Linked DNA regions of Mus musculus: region 2 is linked to region 1. A link is a contact called in public HiChIP or PLAC-seq data. All regions are on one chromosome and are shown on one strand. Each heading gives the region's core, a stretch centred on a gene start, on an enhancer-like site or on the middle of the called end of the contact. The rest is flanking DNA. Distances are from core to core; before and after follow the strand shown. Region 1 has its middle 83 kb from the start of Qpct. Region 2 overlaps Cdc42ep3 (CDC42 effector protein (Rho GTPase binding) 3).

Evidence for each region. HiChIP or PLAC-seq counts read pairs in DNA pulled down with a chosen protein or histone mark.
Region 2: an H3K27ac HiChIP or PLAC-seq map of embryonic stem cells shows a contact between it and region 1, with 2.1 times the contacts expected there. The contact joins two enhancer-like sites. A contact is called at or near these places in 1 of 39 promoter capture datasets (3T3-L1-derived adipocytes), 12 of 484 Hi-C or Micro-C datasets (the C2C12 cell line, Sertoli cells, bone marrow-derived macrophages and 5 more) and 5 of 115 datasets of contacts at active chromatin or transcription factors (bone marrow-derived macrophages, cardiomyocytes and embryonic stem cells).

The regions. Positions count from the first base shown.
Region 1 is chr17:79,131,773-79,138,000 of GRCm38.p6, forward strand. No RefSeq gene overlaps it. Among named protein-coding and RNA genes, the nearest start is that of Qpct, 83 kb to the left of the region's middle. Within about 2 kb of position 3,494, at least 39 of the 459 cell types and tissues checked have an H3K27ac peak or open chromatin away from gene starts, as enhancers often do. A contact at or near this core is called in embryonic stem cells, where this site is marked.
Region 2 is chr17:79,333,911-79,340,138 of GRCm38.p6, forward strand. Cdc42ep3 (CDC42 effector protein (Rho GTPase binding) 3) reads right to left here. Exons shown (of 2, transcript NM_026514.3): 2 at 1-1,806. The coding sequence starts at 1,579. The coding sequence ends at 815. Among named protein-coding and RNA genes, the nearest start is that of Gm17315, 18 kb to the right of the region's middle. Within about 2 kb of position 3,646, at least 17 of the 459 cell types and tissues checked have an H3K27ac peak or open chromatin away from gene starts, as enhancers often do. A contact at or near this core is called in embryonic stem cells, where this site is marked.

The DNA of each region.
Region 1 (6,228 bases), core at 2,244-4,743:
ATTAATTCTCAACTGAGGAATAGCAAATGGCTGAGAAGCACCTGAAAAAATGTTCAACCTCGTTAATCATCAGGGTAATGCAAATCAAAACAACCCTGAGATTCCACCTCACACCAGTCAGAATGGTTAAGATAAAACACTCAGGTGACACCAGATGCTGGTGAGGATGTGGAGAAAGAGTAACACTCTTCCATTGCTGGTGGGATTGCAAGCTTGTACAACCACTCTGGAAGTCAGTTTGGTGGTTCCTCAGAAAATTGGACATAGTACTACCAGAAGATCCCACAATACTTCTCCTGGGCATATACCCAGAAGTTCCAACTGGTAATAAGAACACACGCTCCACTATGCTCATAGCAGCCTTATTTATAATAGCCAGAAGCTGAAGAGAACCCATATGTCCTTCAACAGAGGAATGGATACAGAAAATGTGGTACATTTACACAATGGAGTACTACTCAGCTATTAAAAACAATGAATTTATGAAATTCTTGGGCAAATAGATGTATCTGGAGGATATCATCCTTAGTGAGGTAACCCAATCACAAAAGAAGTCACTTGATATGCACTCACTGATGAGGGGATATTAGCCCAGAAACTTAGAATACCCAAGATACAATTTGCAAAATACAAGAAAATCAAGAAGAGAGAAGACCAACATGTAGATACTTCATTTTTCCTTAGAATAGGGAACAAAATACCCACAGAGACAAAGTTTGGAGCTAAGATGCAAGGATGGACCATCCAGAGACTGCTCCACCCGGGGATCCATCCCATAATCAGCCACCAAACCCAGACACTATTTCATATGCCAACAAGATTTTGCTGAAGGGACTCTGATATAGCTGTCTCATATGAGGCTCTGCCAGTGCCTGTCAAATACAGAAGTGGATGCTCACAGTCATCTATAGGGTGGAACAAAGGGCCCCCAATGGAGATGCTAGAGAAAGCACCCAAGGAGCTGAAGGGGTCTGCAACCCTATAGTGGAACAACAATATGAACTAACCAGTACCCCCAGAGCTCATATCTCTAGCTGCATATATAGCAGAAGATGGCCTAGTCGGCCATCACTGGGAAGAGAGGCCCCTTGGTCTTGCAAACTTTATATGCCCCAGTACAGGGGACTGCCAGGGCCAAGAAGTGGGAGTGGGTGGGTAGGGGAGCAGGGTGAGGGGAGGGTATAGGGAACTTTCGGGATAGCATTTGAAATGTAGATAAAGAATATATCTAATAAAAAAAGAATCAACAACAAAAAAGCTATTTATCTTTAATTGCATATGTTGTCCCTAGTGCATATTCAATGCACATGGTATTGGGTTATATAGGACATGTACATACAAGTCTATTATGTATTTTGAGAGTATTCCACCATACATGTCCACTTTCTTCTTCCTCCCTGCCCTTTAGTCCCCCATATGGTTTTGCTTCTACTTTCATGGGTTATATACATGGTATTATATACTATTATAGCTTTTGAATACTTCCAAGTATTCTGGCTAACTGCTGAAGTAACTCAATATTTTATTCTTTATCAACATTCAATATCACATATGCTAATGGAACCTAAAGTGAGATTTTCAAAATGATTCTTGTGAAAATAAAAGAGTTATTATTCACTTTTAGTTTCAGTTTCATTCATTAAAATTCTAAGCTTAGTATACTTTAATGTTTAATAGACATGCATATATTTTATAATTACATGTTATGAAAACATGCACCTTTTTTTGCTGATACAAGAGCAAATAAATTAACCTAGAGATTGTGAGGGCTAAAGTTATATTTTAAGTTTTAGGTATTGTACTTAAGAGATGTATAAAAACAAAAATGCCTAAAGGCTCTTTTACCCAAGGGTAGATAACTTCCGGGAATGCTGAAGACTGTTGCCCATGTAAGATAACAAGCCTTGTGTTTTCACTTCCATAAACAAGGTTAGCTGATCCAAGTGCGCAGGACGTGCTTGATCTGAAGATGTCAGCTCAGGAACTTTAGAAAATTCCGCTGGACCCATCCCCTCCTGGAAGAGAAAGGTCATAAAGAACATAGGCAGCCCTCCTCCCCTCCAGAAGGGAGGGGCTAATTACATTCCTCAGACCTCAGGGAGGAGGGACTGAGGAGGGTTGGGGAACGGAGGGGCTCATTACATTCCTCAGACCACAGGGAGGAGGGACCCAGGAGGGTAGGGGAGGCCCGGAACGGAACTCGCAGCCACATTTCCTGACCTACCTCATTCCCTAAACACCAATCAGCTTAAAAGTCACGCTGTTCTGCCAATCACATTGTGCCTAATGGCTGCTGCCTTGAGAACTGTAGAAAGGCTTCCCAGACGAGCTGGTCATTCTCTTTCTCCATGCGCAGGGCAATCCCAATGTGTTGGAACAATAAATTTCTCTTGCTTTTTGCAACGGTTCCGTGTTGTTCAATTATGGGGTCCCCGTAAGCAAAGGCTTACTAGAGTCTTACAGATCATGCATGTAGTATGTAGGCAGGAAGTATGTCAGGATGTGTGCTTGCCCCTGGTTGGACGAAAGTGGGAAGTACATAGCCTTGTGGGTTTTGCCTTTATAAGCACCAGACTGTAATTTGTGATAATTCTCTGGGAATCCTGGGTATGAACCTGGCCAACTGTCCATCATCCTGGGCAGTACTTAACGAAGCTTGCTTCAAATTTGGCTCATCAATTGTGGTAGTGGTCTTATTGTCACCTGGTGGGAATAACGAGATCACTGGAATAGGTTATATGTGCAGATTAAACTTTCAGACCTCTCATGCTGTGAATAAGTGTACAAACTAACCTTTAGTAGTAATTATCTATAGATTACATACCACTTTTACCCACCCACTCACATACATCCACTAGATAAAAAATTTTTTTAATTTTATAAAATTATGTCTAGGATACATCTAAATGATGCAGTTGCATAGCTGAATGAAATATGTACAAAAGTCAGAGAAAGCTAAATGTCTCCAGAAACATTAGTGTTGAATGTCTACAGAAGAATTACAGCATTTGGCTTGTTATGACTTGTTCCCTCAAGTAAAGTATTCTAAAGAATGGTGCAATGCATTTCTAAGAGGATCACATGGGGCTGTCAAATGTGTTACATTGTAATTAAACAAAACAAAACAAAACAAAACCAGGCTTTCCCTTTTAGCTCTGTACCAGTTACTTTTTGTTGCTGTGATGAAACATAGTCAAAAGTGAATTATGGGAGGAAGAGTTTTTTTTTTTTTTTTTTTTTTTTACATATGATTCAGGAAGGGGACCAATCAGGTCAGTGGAGGCATGGCAGCAGGCAGATGGACCAGGGAAATTAGCTTCAACATTTTCACCCACATGTAGAAGACAGAGTGAACAGGAAGACGGGGTGAGGCTGTAAGCTCCCCAAGCCATGTCTAGTGACATGCCTGGACTTCCTTCAGTAAGGCTCTGCCTCCCTGAAGAGTACCACCAACTGGGGACCATGTGTTCAAATGCCTTGGGAATGTTTCTCATTACACCCATCCCAAGGTCTAACTTGCATCTCAAAATACAAAAGAGGTGTGTTTTAGGTTGAGAGTCTGAGATTCTGTGAGGGCAAAACAAAGGACCATTAGAAGCTGGAGGAAGCTAGTTGTGAAAGAAAGAAGAGAGGCCTTGCTTTTCTTATTCAATTGTAAAGGGTTTTGCAAATTAACTGAGATATCCAAATGAATTCTGTTCATTTGCAGGCCTGGAGGCTGAAAGTCTCAACTATAAGGTTGGGCAGAGCCTTGTTTCCTCTGAATGCTAAAGAGTTGGAGGCCTTCTCTTTCCTCTCGCTGCTCTGGCAGCCCATGCTTTCTGGGTCTTAGAGCTGTGCACTAGTCCCTGCTTCTGTTCTGGAACCATATTATGTGTGTACCCCAGTTTCTCTTTTCTTAGAAGGAACCATTTCTATTAGAATTATTTCTATTACAGTATAGCCTCATCATTATGTTACATGCGACTGTCCTACTGACAGAGCTACATTTGGAAGTCCATGGGTCAGGTCTTCAATGTATCTTTTTAGAACATATGCTTCAACAGCTCCCTGTAGTTGAGTGGTCTGAGATTTCTTAGGGGAGAGGTGGAGCCTGGATTTCAGCGGAAGCCAGGAGCATGGGGGTAAGGATGACTTGTCTTAGGTTTTCTAAGCCAGAACAAGGGGTTGAAGACTTGGGGCAAGAACTGTAAGGCAACAGGGAAACAGGAAGCTCTGACTCATGTCCTGGGCTTAGACTGGATGCCTCACTGATCAACCCTGGAGAGCTGGCGAGGGACCGATGTTCACTGGAGCCCCGTGCACAGCCTCACTGCCTCTGCCTGGATGCTGCCACTCCGGGCCGTGCATATTCCATCTGGGTTAATGATATTTCAGTTGTTAACTTTTGTAAATGCCATCCCTGGGATAATGACTTAAGTGAACCTTAGCTTTAATTTATTCAGAGACAGAGCAAAAAAAGTTTTAAAATCTGGTAGTAAAGGAAAGTAAAAACAACTTGATGGGAGTATAAATTTAAGAAAAACCTTTTATTTCACTTTTTAAAGTGTAGGTGTGGTTTGAATGCATTTGCTGTCAAGCAGGAGGGCACAATATCCTACTGTGGGTTTGGGACCAGGCACACTGGTACTAGGTCAATATTAAAAGAGAAATAAAAGATTCCAGCTGGCAATTATTACCTACCAGGTGTCCTTTCTCATGAATGTCCTCTAGACTCCAGTCAGGGCACCGGGATGCGTGCCCTAAGTCATGGATGCTTTCTTAGTTTGGACTTTGCCCTGGCCATCTGGCAGGAGAAGGTACAGCTGCTTCCTCCTCATGAGGACAGTGGCACTTTGGCACACATGTACAGAGCATTGCCAGAGGCAAGTGACTCAGGAGTGGTCTGAGCCAGTTTTGACTTCTGCCTCTTTTTTTCCACTTTCTATGTGTTAGTGGCCAACTGACCTAGTTTCTGAGGAAACAAAGATCCATTCATTTACTTTAATAGTGTTTTTTTAAAAACCAGTAAAATTCCATTTAGATTTGTATGTTTTTCAGTTTATATAATTGATTTGAAGGTTACACATGTAAAAATGAATGAGACAGGTATGTAAGTCTGATAGGGTACTTCTGTCTTGCAGACATCTTAAACTTTTAATTCAGTGACCTGAATTAAGAAGTTAATATTGTTGAATTTCCCCTATCTTCATTGCATCACAGGATAGTGAATTAGTCAAGTCCTTGATAACTATCAATACGGATGAGAGATTAGATCACAAAGCTGCTGAGAGTGTATCCGTAAGACCTGGCTAATCTTTAGATTAAAGCTTATGAAAATGTTACCCAGTCTTCAAGTGTAGCTGCTAGACTCCTGGGAGAAGAGGGATCAGACACTGGCTTCCTTCTTGCAGAGTCTACTTTCAAGTAGGGAAAGCAGAGTAGGTTACTAGTACTGTCTATGGGAACCTAGGAGATACAAAAAAGGTGTTATTCATGCTGGGCTGAAGACAGAACAAAGGGTAGAAATGAAGCAACTGGCTTCACAGGTGATGCAGAAATGTGTTGGCATACATAGACATGGATGGCACATCGCTCACTCCCATGCTTCTGGTACTTGAGTTGATAGTATGAATGGAAGTAACTATTATTTTGAAAGGAAGCTGCACCTTCCAATGAAGGCCAATTAATTGGTTAAAACTTCCAAAGATTATAGAGAGTTCGGAATGTTACAAGTCCAAAGTCAGATCTTGGGCCATCTTCAGAGCTCTTCAAACTCATTTATTGACCTCTGTATGAGAGCTAAAGCCTCTGAGACCACATGATAAATCCTTTGGAATATGTGAACAGATAGCTAGACCCACTATCCAAAAGGCTAAAAGTGTCATTAGAAGCTGATAGCAGAGATCTTGAGTTTTGTTTTTAACTTACCTACCCAATGTTTCCACCAATGCGTTTTAAGATGTTTGATCCATGACTTTCTTTATTCTATTTATTATAGAATCTTAATGGAACTGTTTCCCATTGGAACATGGAAATTAGTCTAGCCCACTTCTCTGATCACAGTCACTCATATTTGGCTTCAGAATATCATCCCTCTTAATCCTTTTGAGGTGAGTTATGTGGGTTGTTGTTGTTGATGATGATGGACAGCGGTGGGTGGTGGAAGATTTAGAAGGAGGTAAAGCTGGATTGGAAGGGGCTGGGGTAGATTAAAAAGGTATTGTATGCCTTGCTAACTTGTTTTTT
Region 2 (6,228 bases), core at 2,396-4,895, 200 kb after region 1:
AATACACACGCGTAGCTTGCAAGGAAGCCCGAATGGAAACACGACAAATAACACTTGATGTATTATGTATAAAATGTAGACTTTGCAATAAAAAGCCAAAGGCACATAAAAATATATTTCAACTTTAAAAATAACTTAGTTACAGTAATACCTTGCTTGTTTTTAACCAACATGTAGCTGACAGTCAAACTTTTGCAACATGGAAATAATATACAGGGATATATAAAAACCACAAGGAAAAAAAATCCCAAATCCTGTAAGGTTGCTCGAATATGCAAAGAGTAAAATCATAACGCTGGAGACTTCGCTGTGGTGAACCCAAAAGATACAATATACAAAAAAGGCTAGGAAAAAAAGGCGTAGGTGCCAAATAAGTAAGTTTCCTTCTCATAACATGCAATGAATTGCCTTGGAGAGACCCATGGACCCAGCCCTCTTAGACAGCCTGGATTTCTGCATGTCTACAAACAAAACTGAGCATGTATGAGCATCAGCAATGCCTGTTGAAAATGAGCTCTGACTCACTTCCTCCTTTTTCTTTTCTTTTTTTTTCTTTTTTGCCAGAACAGGTTTTTTTGTTTTGTTTTGTTTTTTTTAATTTTTAAAAATTATTGTTTTCAAAATTTTTGCAAACAGGGCATGATGGTTAAAAAAATATTTTGTAGGAACAGGAGCGTTATTTTAGAAAATGCATCACATGGCTGCAAATAAAAACAGTCAGAGCAGCTCTTTCCATCAGCTGTGGTTAGTTGATTTTTTTGTTTTCTGCTTATTTTGGTACCTCTTACTCCCAAGAAAAAGAGCTGACTCCTGGCTACTTATTTTTATCCATGACATTCAGGACTTCATCCAAAAGTGAAGGCCCAAGATCCAACTGCAGGGAGAGCAGGGAGCCGGTCAGGTCAGAGAAGGACTCTTCTGATTTAGTCTTTGACTTCACAAGCTCACAGGAGGCAGGATGCTCAAACATGTCGTCCGCGGGCCAGTCGGAGGACTGTTCCGACAGGCTGGAGGAGTGGCTGTCGCGGCCCTGGCTGGACTGAGACCCGGAACCACTGGAGCCCCACGAGGTGTCTCCCTGGTGGACTGCCCCATTCTCTAACAGACTACTTTGCTCCTGAACTTTCTCTTCCATGACAGGCTCACAGCTGAGCCTTGGCAACTTAGGACGCCCAAAGGACTCCTGTTTGGAATGAAATGTCACTGGGGACAATAAGGGCAGCATCAGAGCCTGGGATCCCCCAATGGTGGGGAGGGAGATGGCATTTTTGAGCACCGGGGAGGGTGTTTCTGTGAACATTGAGTCCGAGGTGCTGTTGGCCCGGAAGAAGTCGTTATGCCCCGGGAACTGGCCAGAGTGTGCCTTCTCTTGGTTTCCCGGCAAGAGCTCATAATTCCCTTGAAGAAAGGAAATATCCCCAAAGACGTCATGCTGGCCCTCTTTGCCGATGTGTATAGTGTGACGAAAGTCCCCCAGGGGAGGACTGATCATATCAGGGGACAGAATGTCCCTCAGTTTAAATTTCTTTCCCTTCTTGTTGTTAGCCGCTTTCAGGTAAATTGGGGTCTTGGCAGGCATTTTGGAATTTGAGAATGTCTATTTCACAGACCAGGGAAAGAGTGACCTTCTGCACGGGTATCCTACACTTCCAAAACGTCCTTTTTCATAAGAATTGTCACATCATTTCTTCTCAAGTGGCTCTAAAAACGAGACAGGGTCTTGGAGATCTTGCTCAGCGCAGGGCCACGCGGGTCTTTCCGGAGAGCCAGTTACATTATCGAGTCCCTTCCACAGCTCAGAGAAACCTGGAAAAGACACCAGAGCAGGTTGTCATCTCCCAGCCTCCAGGGCCCACTCAGGCCTGCCACTCCCCAGAATATTACTCCCTCCCGTGCCTGGAGATAAAGGCAAGGCCAGCTCCCACGGAAAGCCCAACTTACTTCCTTCTACTAACTGTGTTAAGAACTCTAATCTCTGCAGGGATTCACTAATAAATCCTTAGTTCTTAGTTCAGGGGAAAACAGAAAAAGGGGTACTTAGCCCCTAAGCTAAATCATCCCTACTTTTTAAACATAGCTACAGGGGCTGGAGAGATGGCTCAGTGGTTAGGAGCACTGGCTGCTCTTCCAGGGGTCCTGAGTTCAATTCCCAGCAAGCACAAGGTGGCTCACAACCATCTGTAATGGGATCTGATGCCCTCTTCTGGCATGTCTGAAGACAGAGACAGTGTGCTCACATACATAAAAATAAATAAGTAAATAAATAATCTTTTAAAAACATAGCTACGGACATGGTTTTCTGAACACATCTGAGATCTTCATTTCCCTCTCTTCTCAAAACTGATGTCAAGGGACTAGAGACATACTCAGTGGTTAGAAGACTTCGCTGTTCTTATAGGGAACCTGGGTTAAGTTCCCAGCACCCATATGGGGGCTTACAACCACTTGCACCTTCAGGGGATCCGATGGCTCTCTGACCTCCATGGGTAGTAGCCATGTGTGTAATACACATACATATGTGCAGGCACTCACACATACACATACAACTTAAAAAACTTGCAAGCAGCATAGGACCAACTGGGTCTGTTTTAAAATTATATTCTTTGCTTTGAATGCACATTAACAACACTGACAGTGATTTATTGAGATCTGCATACAAACAAAATTAAATGACTATCCCTAAAGAAGAAGGCTGGACATTATCATTTAATAAGTGATACGCCTCATTAGAAAGCATTCTTACTGATGGGGAGATAAGACTAAGGATGGGGTACCAACACTCTGGAAGAACAGAGAAGAGCTACAGCTGGAAGCAAGCTGTGGTGCGGAAAATACTGAGCCTTCCTTCCACCCAGGACTCCAGAGGATACTGGGATTCTGGGAAGAAAGAAGAACTGCTCCACTTCAAGACATACCGAGAGCATCTATATAACAAGTTGGGCTGCCCCTGAGGATCTTTTGGAACATCACTGATAGGCGCATGCCCTGTCTCTGTGGGAGCTGAGGGGGTTCTAAAGTAAGCCTTCCTGCCTCCCTGGTGTTCATGCCTTTGCAGATCCAACTGTGACTTGCTTCTACCCAAGGAAATAAGGCAGCAGTCACTCCCTGGTTAGGTTACAGAAGCCCCCATCTGAGCTGAAGAGAAGGAGGGTAAGAAAGGGAGAGTAAAGGAAGGGCGGGGAGATGGAGAGGGGGCTAAAAAAGGCTCCGTGTAGAGGTGCTCCCGCATGCTTATGTACCTGACCAAGCTTCCTTGCTGGCGTTGAAGTAGAAATTGATTTACCCCACCTAGTCTCTGATGACACACACAGTTCCGGTCCAAACCTTGGTCAGATCCCAGTGAGGCCCAGGCTCTAAGCCGTGGCCAGATACCCACAGAAACCGTGACTTAGGAAGTGGCTATCGATGCAGGTCCCATGTTAAAACAAAAGCACCTTCCCTGTGGATAGTGTCTGTCGCGGGCATAAGTGAGGAGCTCTGAGGAAGGTGCTCCAGGAGGGGTGAGTGTCAGTGCCTCCCTTGCCGATGAAAACCTTAACCTTCTGAAAATCCCCCATCATCCCACCAACCCAAGCGCTGACACAGAGAAGCAAAATTCCCATGACTCTCCTGAAATCTCTCACCCTGCTTCCCCTCCCCCTCCCAGTCCTCTGGCCCCAGGACTGACAATACTCCTAGGACTGGGTCAGACAGTGGCTTGAAGACAGTCCCAATTGCTTGGCAGCAGCTGGAGGCCCTCTCCATCTGTTCCATATTTCTTTCCTTTCAGCAGGTGTTTTAAACTCGCTCATCAGTGACAGGTGACAAGGGTTGTGCTGTATGTTCCACCCACTGGCAAAGCCCAATGTGGGGGAGGCATGCTGTCCAGCCAGCCAGGCCCGAGAAGGCAGAGAAGGCCTGGAAATGGGAGACAGGCAGCCCCGCTTGGCTTTGTGTGTGAGGAGGAGGCCTGAGACAACAGGTTTGCTCCAATAGGACCTCAGGTCCTAATGTTCTTCTTTAGCTTTGATTTGGGTCTTGTCTCATTAACAAAAGGTAAGACTTTATTACATAGAGGGAGTGGTAGTGAATGCCTGCAAAATCAGCATAGAAGAGTTGGAGACAGGAGGATTCTTATTACAAGAGCACCCTCTGCTAGTTCAAGGCCATTCTCACAAAAAACAATCACAACAAGTTGAAACCTTGGTAGACCTAAGAAAACACCAGTTTCTTTGCCATACAGGTACACAACACATAGCCCCAACCTAGGACCCCAGTGACACTTTCCTGCCCCAGGAGATGATAGGCAAGCCCTGGGAAGAACCATTCCCTGGGGCAGATTATCAGCAGGGCTAGGATGGCAGCTGCCTTGGAAAAGATTCAAGGCTTGCCAATGAGACCTGCCTGAAGCCTGCTGGGATATGTAAGGCCAAGACGTACCCAGGGCAGGGCATTCCAATGCCGGAGTGTAGTTCTCCGTCTCAGGCAGGGCCACTCACATCTGTTGTGTACGTGAATGAGAATGGGAGGGGGGGTTATGGGATGAGGAAAGAGAAGACACACTTACTCCTATCTGAGGGAGGAATGTTCAGTCCCAAGGCTTCCTGGCTGGGCCTCTTAGAGCAGCCCCTGCCTGGCTACAGAACTGTGGGCTTTTAGGCGGAGGTTCCCTTGGTTTAGTAAAGGCTGGGGTTTATATTGGTGGCACTAAGACAGAGACCAGAGATAAGAGGGAAAAAGACAAGGGTAGTGTGGAAACCTCCCAGAGCTAAAGGCTGGTAAATCAAAAGGGATGCTGGGTGGGGGCTGGTAGCCCGACAGTCCCAGAGATAAGGTGGTAGAGTAAAACTATATGCTACAGAGGGGACTATGAGAAATCTACAGAAGCAGCAGAGAGTAAGATGACCAACACAATGTGCCAGGACTAACAGCTGCCAAAGGCAATGGGAGGCTGGTTTGATTTTTAAGAGGGGAGATTACTGGGCAAAAACATCAGCTTTCCCATTTAAAGAAGTTGGCATATACAGTGCTGGTCAGCACCCAGTAATTCCGACCCAGTCTTCTCTCCTGTCCTCTCCCAGGATCTGTGAAAATTCCAAGCCTTGCTTATCTGCTAGCAGGTCTATTGTTCCTTCTCAGGTTCTTGGCTCTTTGGATCGATTATAGACAGCTAAAGTCTTCCTTCCCTAGTAAGAAGTGGCGGGTCCTGGAAAAGGTGTGTCCCTAGCAGCTGGAATCTAATATGACAGTATTCTGTGAGAGCTTTTCTGCACTCATTCCCACAATGCTCTCTCACTCACAAGAAACCAAGAGGCTCCTGTTAGAATGCTAAATGTCCCCATTTACAAACAGACACTACTGTGGCACAGACATTGAGTCAGCCTGAAAAGACCACATATTAGACCCAAGAATGACACATTCAACCAGTAGGCTAGCTTCCCCGTCTGAGGTGGTAAGCCATTTAGAGAGCACAGTCTCTGGGAATGTAGTTAGCTCCCAAGTTACCAAGGGGATGCATTCCAGAGCCTGTTAGAGATACAAATGCACACAGAGGAAGGAAAAGAGGCTTCTACATACATGACAGGAGGAGTGTGAACAGCAGCTTCTACATACATGGCAGGAGGAGTGTGAACAGCAGCTTCTGCATACATGGCAGGAGGAGTGTGAACAGCAGCTTCCGCGTAGGGCAGCTGGGTGGTATCTTTTCCTACTAGGGAGTCATGTGCCCCTGGCCCCAGAGTCTCCATATAGGGTCATAGCCCACTTAAAGATATGGGAGACACTGTCTACAGGTATCCAACCAAACATTTGTAATAGCCAAGAGTTGGAGACAGCCTACCTTCAGGAGACTTGTACAGATGGTACAGCCACCCTAATTAGTAGTATTTACATGTAAGGAAGAATGAATCGTTTAATACAGCCACAGGGAAAGAGCCCGGCAATGCACATGTTCAAAGGAAGAAAAGGTAGGTGCAGAAGTGAAGTGTGTAAGTCTAACTGTGTAGGCTTGTATGTATATCTATACAATGTATCAATAGATACAGAAGAAACTAACAATGGTGACTGTCATCAGACAGCCAACATGAATGGGAAGGGACAAAGGTGAAAAGGAGACAGCCGTGCTCATCCTTTGAGAGGTCAGCGCTCTGAACTACTGAATCAACTGGCTAGCTGAATAATAAAAATATAACAAGTAAATGTGCATCGCTTACACACTGTATTAGAGAGCCAGTTTTGCACAAGGTACTT